Linked DNA regions of Mus musculus: region 1 is linked to region 2. Evidence: chromatin contacts called from public Hi-C data. All regions are on one chromosome and are shown on one strand. Each heading gives the region's core, a stretch centred on a gene start, on an enhancer-like site or on the middle of the called end of the contact. The rest is flanking DNA. Distances are from core to core; before and after follow the strand shown. Region 1 has its middle 31 kb from the start of A930005G22Rik. Region 2 holds the start of 4930401G09Rik (RIKEN cDNA 4930401G09 gene).

What was found. A called contact is a pair of places that touch in the nucleus more often than the background predicts.
Region 1: a contact with region 2 is called in a Hi-C map of nephron progenitors, with 2.1 times the contacts expected there. The contact joins the enhancer-like site here to the promoter of 4930401G09Rik in region 2. A contact is called at or near these places in 6 of 39 promoter capture datasets (embryonic stem cells, frontonasal cranial neural crest, maxillary cranial neural crest and 3 more), 1 of 15 datasets of contacts at CTCF or cohesin (embryonic stem cells), 8 of 484 Hi-C or Micro-C datasets (cerebral cortex, embryonic stem cells, forebrain and 2 more), 9 of 115 datasets of contacts at active chromatin or transcription factors (craniofacial prominence, embryonic forebrain, embryonic hindbrain and 4 more) and 3 of 9 other capture datasets (adipose tissue, liver and pancreatic islet).

Annotation. Positions count from the first base shown.
Region 1 is chr5:115,396,680-115,400,794 of GRCm38.p6, forward strand. It overlaps a transcript of Msi1 not described here. Among named protein-coding and RNA genes, the nearest start is that of A930005G22Rik, 31 kb to the right of the region's middle. Within about 2 kb of position 1,947, at least 104 of the 459 cell types and tissues checked have an H3K27ac peak or open chromatin away from gene starts, as enhancers often do. A contact at or near this core is called in cerebral cortex, embryonic forebrain, forebrain and 3 more, where this site is marked.
Region 2 is chr5:115,358,636-115,362,482 of GRCm38.p6, forward strand. It overlaps 4930401G09Rik (RIKEN cDNA 4930401G09 gene), which reads right to left and starts at 1,488. Exons shown (of 2, transcript NR_163911.1): 1 at 1,285-1,488; 2 at 65-497. It also overlaps a transcript of Msi1 not described here.

The DNA of each region.
Region 1 (4,115 bases), core at 697-3,196, 39 kb after region 2:
GCCTGTTCTCAGCTAAATCAGGACACATCCACCTTCGCTGTCTGGATGAAGCAGCTGAAACTGAACAAGCACAGGCAGGCCACCACACCGAATTCCCAGAGCGAACCAGACGTGAAGGAGTTCCTGTAGGATTTCGTGTCTCCAACGTTCTAGAACATGCAAACTAATTTATAGTGACAGAAGAGAGATGACGGGTTGCCTGGGAACAGGATGGAAGGACACAGGATGTCAGGGGTGCGTGGGGTATTTTCAAGGAGATGGAAACGTTTTTCATCTGACAGTGAGCTACTCCAGAGGATGGACTTGTCAATGTTCATCGAACTGGACACTCAGAGTGGATATCTTTCCTTGCTTGTAAATTATACTTCAGTGAAGCTGGGTTGGTTTCTGTTTTTTTGTTTTGTTTTTTCTTCAACAAGGAAGTATGTAACTGTGATTCCAGATCCCTGCAATGCATTTTACACTATTTTAGAGTCTGATTTCAACCTCATTTGTGGGCAGAAACTATATTAATTTCCCCTCATTGCTCAGAAAAAAAAATCTTTTTATAAAAAATATTTATTTCATGTGTGTGTGTTAGCTAGGGTTTCTATTGCTGCAATAAAATATCATGACCAAAAAAGCAAAGCAAGTTGAGGAGGAAAGGGTCTCCCCGTGTAGACCAGGCTGGCCTCAAACTTACAAAGCTCCAACTGCCTCTGCCTCCCCAGTGCTGGGATTAAAGGTGTGAGCCACCACTCCAGGCTCAGCAACAATTTCAACCCCTCCCCTGGCCCCCTTTTAGTGCTGGGGACAGACCCAGACCCAGAGCCTACTAGGCAAATCTTCTCAGCCTCTGGAACTCAGTTTGGTTCTTAAACCTAAGTTGTTAAGATTAGGAAATAGTTCACAGCTACCCTGGTCTTGTTGGATGCCAAGGTCACTGCCTCTGTTGGAGAAACAGACAAAAATGGACCGATGGATTAGCTGCCCAGCTAATTATAATAGATATGCCCCTTATTAGCTATGTGGCTTTGGGTCCTGTACACCCCCAATCCCCAGTATACCAGCCTTCATTTCTGTCGCTCAAAAATGGAGGTCATAGCAGCCCAAATCTGGGGGGGGGGGGATGTTTTATGAGTTATAGGAACCCTGGAGCAGGGAGCTTACCATTTTTAAGCCAGCCTGGGCTACAGACTTTAGGTCTAGCCTGGGCTACATACACACTGAAGTCCCATCTTAAAAACAAACCAAAAAAAGGAGCCAGCCATGTCAAATGCTTGGGAGCTATAGGCAAAGTAAGTGCTGGGTAATTGTTAGCTGCCCCTATTGTGATTGAAAAGCGAGCAGGGAGCTAGAAAAGGCCCCGGGGTGGGGGTGGGGCCCAATCTGTCCAACCTGAGGTGGGAGATGGGCCAAAGATGCTTTCCCAGAGAGGTGATACTTTCAGAAGGGACTGGCTAGTTCAAGTGGTCTTCTGGGGTGGGAGGGAATGGGAACAGCTTGGAGCAAACGTTCAATAAATATTTACTCAATAAATAAAAGTAGACGATTCGAGGAGGTCTTGCCAGTAACCAGGGGGGACAGAGCAAACCTGCTAGCTAGAGCGGACTGGGGGGTCCTCAGGGGGCGGGGTCTGGGTGACTTGTACTATTGACACTTTTCGACCCCACCCTGTCCCCAGATAGACCCGGGACACCCCCACCCCCACCCCCAGACCCTTGTCTCAGAGGCTCTAGAAGGGATTGCTGCTAAGGGCTGGGGGCCAAGGGTCCTCGAGGGCCTTCGCCCCTAATGAGAATAGACCGAGTCCCCACGAGGCGCCTCTCCCGTTGTCCGAGCCACAAAGGAGAGGGATCAATGCGAGGCGGGAGCGGCCGAGGGGCCTCCTCTTTGTGCGGCTGTCTCGGGCCTGTTTGCGCCGCCGTCTCCGTGCCCCCATTGATCAGGCATGTGGAAAGATTCCGCCTCCCGGGCTCCCTTTGTGGCAGCGTTGCCAGGCTGCGGCCCCGGCGTGACTGCGGCGCTGCGCGGCGCGGGGCGTTCGCCCTGCGGTGGGCACGGGCTTGCGACAGAGCGGGGTCCCGGGAGGGTGGCGATCGCCAGATTTAGTGAGCGAAAATCGAGAAGGCCCGATTAAATTCCTGCTTACGACAGATAATAAAAGCAAAAAATAAAAGTCCCAAATATTGTACAGGGGATGCTTATGCCACGTGTTGTTGGTCTGACATTCAAACTTCACTCAAGTATCTCGGATCTTATTTGGTACCCCAGGAGACAGGGAGGACGACATTTACCATCATCCTGTGGGATTTTTGTTTATGAGCTTGCTTTTTGTTTAACCGCTTGGGCACACACCCTCTGAACTCCACCTTCACTCCCCCCAACCCCCTCATCATCCCCCCCAACCTCCCACCCCCACCCCCTCCCTGCCAGACCACTCCTTGTAACCCTGGTTGGCCTGGTACCTACAGTGTGGCCTGGGCTGGCTTCAAATTCAACATCCTGTCTGGGTTTCCCAAGAGCTAGGACCACAGGCCTTCGAATATTACTTAGCTAGACTAAATTGAATTCAATTTTTTTTATTATGCTGGGGACTGAACTCTATATATTAGGGCTGAACCACACCCTGAGATATGAACTACTATGTAACATTTCCTTCTCTCTCCCTTTCTCCCTCTTTCCCCCACCTCCACCCCCGTGCCAAAGCTCCGTGCAATAACATGGTCATATCAAAAGCTGTGCACTAACATGGTCATATCAAAGGCTGTCTTTGAATTTCTGGTCCTCATGTTTCCATTTCCCAAGTTTAAGTGGGGAAAAAAAATGGCTGTTGCTGTTTGAGGCAAGATCTCTCACTTTTGGGCTGGTGAGACGGCGCAGCAGTTAAGAGAGGTTAAGACTGCTCTTCCGAAGGTCCTGAGTTCAATTCCCAGCAACCAAATGGTGGCTTACGACAATCCGACCATCTGTAATGAGATCGGATGCCTTTTTCTGGAGTGTCTGAAGACAGCTACAGTGTACTTACATAGAATAATAAATTTTAAAAAAAAAAATTTTTTTTGTTTTTTTTGAGACAGGGTTTCTCTGTATAGCCCTGGCTGTCCTGAAACTCACTTTGTAGACCAGGCTGGCCTCGAACTCAGAAATCTGCCTGCCTCTACCTCCCAAGTGCTGGGATTAAAGGCATGTGCCATCATGCCTGTCTTATAAATAAATCTTAAAAAAAAAAAATCTCACAATGTATCCCAGGGTAGCCTATGATCCTCCATCACCCTGCCTCAGCTTCCCAAGGGCTAAAATTATAGAAGGGATATAACAACAACTGGAACTGTCATTATTATCATTGTTTTGACTGTTATTGAGACCAGGCCTCACTATGTAGACTAGGCTGGACTTTAACCTCAGAGATCCTCCTGCCTGTGCCTCCTGAGTGTGTAGATTAAAGGTGAATACTTACCACATTTGGCTAGACTGAAATATTTTTTTAATTTAGCTTATTAACAATAACATAGTAACATATATATATATGTTAACATGAATGGATTTTTAAAAAAGATGTATTCTTCATTTATGCATATGTGTGTGTGTGCTCACACAAATGCTCTAGGACCTAGACAAGTTCACAGAGGCCAGAAGAGTACATCAGATACCCTGGAGCTGGAGCTATAGGCAGCTGTGAATAGTCTAGTGTAGATGCTGGGAATTGAACTTGGGTCCCTGGAACAGCAGCAAGCACTCTTAACTGTGGAGTCTGTTTTCTTGTCCCAAACTTGGATAAATTTGCTGGCAAGTTTTTAACCTACGGGGACTGCTGAGAGACTGCATATAGAATGTTCCCGTTGTACCAGAAGTTTCTCATGAACTGATTGGCATTGCCTTCCCAGGGAGCAGTCACTAGCGTGCCGTCTGTGCCCAAGTTCTCAGTAAATGTTCTTGAACATCATCGGATGGAATTGTCCAGTCTGTACCGTGAGTCTCGCTGTTTTGCCTCACACAGCCACATCTGAGGCTTTTTCCCTGCTGTGGGTTGGAGCCGCCTTTGCCACTGGCTGAGCAGTATTTGCTTCCTGCCTGTGTCCCACTGTTTGCTCTCCCACTCTCCAGGTGAGGGACGCCTACCTAGCCTTAGAGCT
Region 2 (3,847 bases), core at 238-2,737:
GAAACCCTGTCTCGAAAAAAAAAAAAAAAAAAAAAAAAGTCTATGAAAATACATTAAATGAGTCCCTACCACATTGTATTTAAACATTTTTTAGACGGAAAGGCTGCCTACAGTTTGTGTAGCTGCTATGCACATGTTTGAGGAAAGCTATATCTGGGCTTTTTTTCTTTTTAAACATTTGGCTATGAATGTATACTATTTGTGTTGTTTTAAAAAATCCTCCCATCCAAAAAAAAAAAAGATCCAAGGCTGTTCAGCTGCTACCGGGATTTCTGTCGCTCTTGTCAGTTCCATAGACTGTAAGTCACATGAGGACAAGAACCCTTTGGGCAGAGTTAAATCAGTCAAAGGACTGGGTAGGGGGTGGGTGTCCAGCACCTGCAGTACCGCTCGCTCCCAGTGGGTGGCAGGCTCCTCCTAGGCGGGCGCCGCCCAAAAGCCTGGGCCAGGGAAGTCCTGCCTTCGACCTTCAACGTGGCTGGTCTCCTCTCAGGTTCCTGGAAGGAGATGGAGGGAGGTGAAACCTGAGAAAGGAATACAGGGAGAGAGGTCGGCTCAACCCCGGGGGCTCTTTCTTCCGGCCTTCTTCTGAGGCTTCTCATCTTCCTCACATTGGTACAAGAAATCTTCAAGGTAGGCATGGTGGTGCTCCCCCCACCCCCACCCCCATTATCCCAGCACCAGGGAAACTAAGGCAGGAGAATGAAGAATTCCAGGCCAAAACACATGCCTTTCATCCCAGAACTGGGGAGGCAGAGACAGGAGAATCTCTGTCAGTTTGAAGCCAGCAGGGTCTGTCACTATGTATAGTGAATCCCTGGGTGCGTGAGGGATGGGAGTCTTCAGTTATTCTAGTCAGGCCTGTTATTCCAACGACTCTATATTCTGGAACAAAAAGATCACAAGTTCAAGGCCAGCTCCAGGCTGTAGATTGAGTGCCAGGCTAGTGTGGGCAACTTGGTAAGATCTGTCTCAAAACAGGAAATAAACGCTAGGCATGTACTTTTAAACGCAGCAATAGAAGACAGAGGCAGAAAGGACATTGCAAACTCAGGGCCAGCTGGGGCTTCGTGGTAAGAACCCGTATCAAAAACAAGACATGGACAAATTACGATTAAGAAGGCTGGGGATGTAGCTCAGCAGTCTGGCAATTGCCTAGCATGCCTGAGGCCCTGGGTTCAATCTCCAGCACCGCAAAAAAAAAAATTTTTAAGTAACAATCAAACAAATAAATAAGTTAGAAAAGAAAAGGAGAAAGGAATTGGGACAAAGCAAAGTGCTTACCTAACTGCACAAGGCCTGCGCTCTGTCTGTCCCTAGCACTGTGATAAAAACAGCTGTGGTAATAAATGCCTGTTATCCCAATATTCAGGAGGCGGGGGCAGGAGAATCAGGGGCTCAAGGTCATTACGTAGCAAAACCAAGGCCAGCCTGGGCTACAGGAGATCCAGTCAGAGAGCTCTGAGAATCCTCATTTCCTGTAGGAGTGGGAGTAGATAAGAAATACGAAGAAAAGTCCCATCCCTCCCCCAGGAACTGGGCACAGAGCAGAAGGCAGGAACCTTTCCTGAAAATCTGCATAACTCAGAACTCACCTGACAGTTGATTTACTGCCCTGCTTGGTATTCCCTTTGATCTTCAGGTGGTGGTGAGTTGTCTGAAGTGGGGGGCAGGGACACACACACACACACACACACACACACACACACACACACTCACTCACTCGGGTTCTCTAACAGAGCTGCAGGCCCTGAGCCACCTCCTCAGCTTTTGGTTTGTTTGCTGCTTCATTGGTTGGTTGGTTGTTCTTTTCTTTTTAATGACTTCTTTGTTTTTATTTCGCGGGAACTGGTGTTCTGCCTAAGTGTGTGTCTGTGTGAGGGCGTTGGATGCTGTGGAGTTGCAGGCAGTTGTGAGCTGCGATGCGGGTGCTGGGGATTGAACCCTGGTCCTTTGGAAGAACAGCCAGGGCTCTAACCACTGAGCAGTCGCCCCAGCCCTGTTTGTTTTTAAGTAAGGGTCTCACTATATAGCTCAGGCTGGCCTTAAATTCCCACCCTTTTGCCCTAGCCTCCTGAGTCTCTCCCTCCTCCTCCTCCTCTTCCTCCTCCTCTTCCTCTTCCTCCTCTTCCACCTAGTTTTTTTCCTAACTTTTATTTACCATCTCTGGTAAGAAATCGAGAGAGCAAGAGAGTGAGAGAGCAAGCAAGAGAGTTCAGTAGTCAGTGCAAGCGGAGATCAGAGGACAGCTTTCAGGAGTTGGTTGTCTCTCGCACCACGTGGGTCTTAGGGAACTGAACTAAGATTTTTAGGCTTCATGTTTTTGTTGTTTTTGTTTTTTGGTTTTTTTTTTGTTTTTTCTTTCTTTTTTTTTTTTTTTTTTTTTTTGGTTTTTTGATACAGGGTTTCTCTGTATAGCCCTGGCTGTCCTGGAGCTCACTTTGTAGACCAGGCTGGCCTTGAACTCAGAAATCCGCCTGCCTCTGCCTCCGGAGTGCTGGGATTAAAGGCGTGCGCCACCACGCCCGGCTTAGGCTTCATGTTTAGTGCCTTAATCAATGACTCACCTCTCACCTCACCCCTCTGTCTTCTTTAATAACCGCAGGTCAGGGATCTGGGCAGTAGCTCAGCTAATAAAGTGCTTGCCTTACAAGCATTCAGACCCCAGGTTCAATTCCTAGAACCCATGTGGAGAAAATTAAAATAAAATAATATAATATAATAAAAAAAGAAAGAGAAGGAGGAAAAGTGAAAATCCCAGCACTTGGGAAATGAGACCAGAGGACTCCTAGGGCTCGACAGCCACTGTAGCCTAGTTGGTGAGGTTCGTGAGATTCAGGCCTGCCAAAGAAAAAGCTCCAGTCTTTAAAGAACAATACCCAAGGTTATTCTCAGGCTTCTACCTACACGCGCGCACATATACACACACGCCTGTGCACCTGCACACACACATCTGTGTAATCCCTCCACCTGTTCACCTGCATATACCTGTGCATCCTCACACACCCGCACATGCACACTAATTGTAGATAAGACAGTATATAGTTAAAATTAAGAAAAGAAAGACAGGGCCGGGCAGTGGTGGCACATGCCTTTAATTCCAGCACTTAGGCAGAGGCAGGCAGATTTCTGAGTTCAAGGCCAGCCTGGTCTACAGTGAGTTCCAGGACAGCCAGGGCTACACAGAAAAAACCTGTCTAGAAAACAAACAAACAAGTTTGAGGCCATCTCCAGTTACAGGAGACCCTGCCTCAAAACAAACAAAAACAAAAACAAAACAAAATCCAAACCAAACCTAGCAATCAAAACCTTAGAGATAGGAGGGGGGCTAGAGAGATGGCTCAGTGGTTATTCCCAGCAGGGCCGCTCACGAGCTGGAACTGCTTTCAGTTCTGCAGGTGGTGCACGGATATATATACGTGCAGGCAAAACATTCGTACACACAGATAAGCAAATTAAAAAAAAAAAAAACCCATAAAAATAAGACCAAAGAGCAACAATGGAGGTGGGGGGGTGGGGAGGGAGAGAGAGAGGGAGGGAGACAGGGAAAGGGGAGGGAGGGAGAGAGGGGCAGAAGGAGGGGGAGGGGAGGGAGGGAGAGAGGGGCAGGAAGAGGGGAGAGGGGGAGGGGAGGGAGAGAAAGGGGGAGCAGGGGGAGGGGAAGAATGGGAAGGGAGAGGGGAGGGAGGGAGAGAGAAAGGAAAGCGAGGCTGGAACACCCACTTCACTGCTCACCCTCTGGATGAGAGGGGCCACATTTACATCTGCTAGAGCCAAGAGTCTTTGTTGCTTCCCTCTACTGAACCCTTGGGTTGTCATTCAGGGACTCCCAGGGCCACTGTCACTC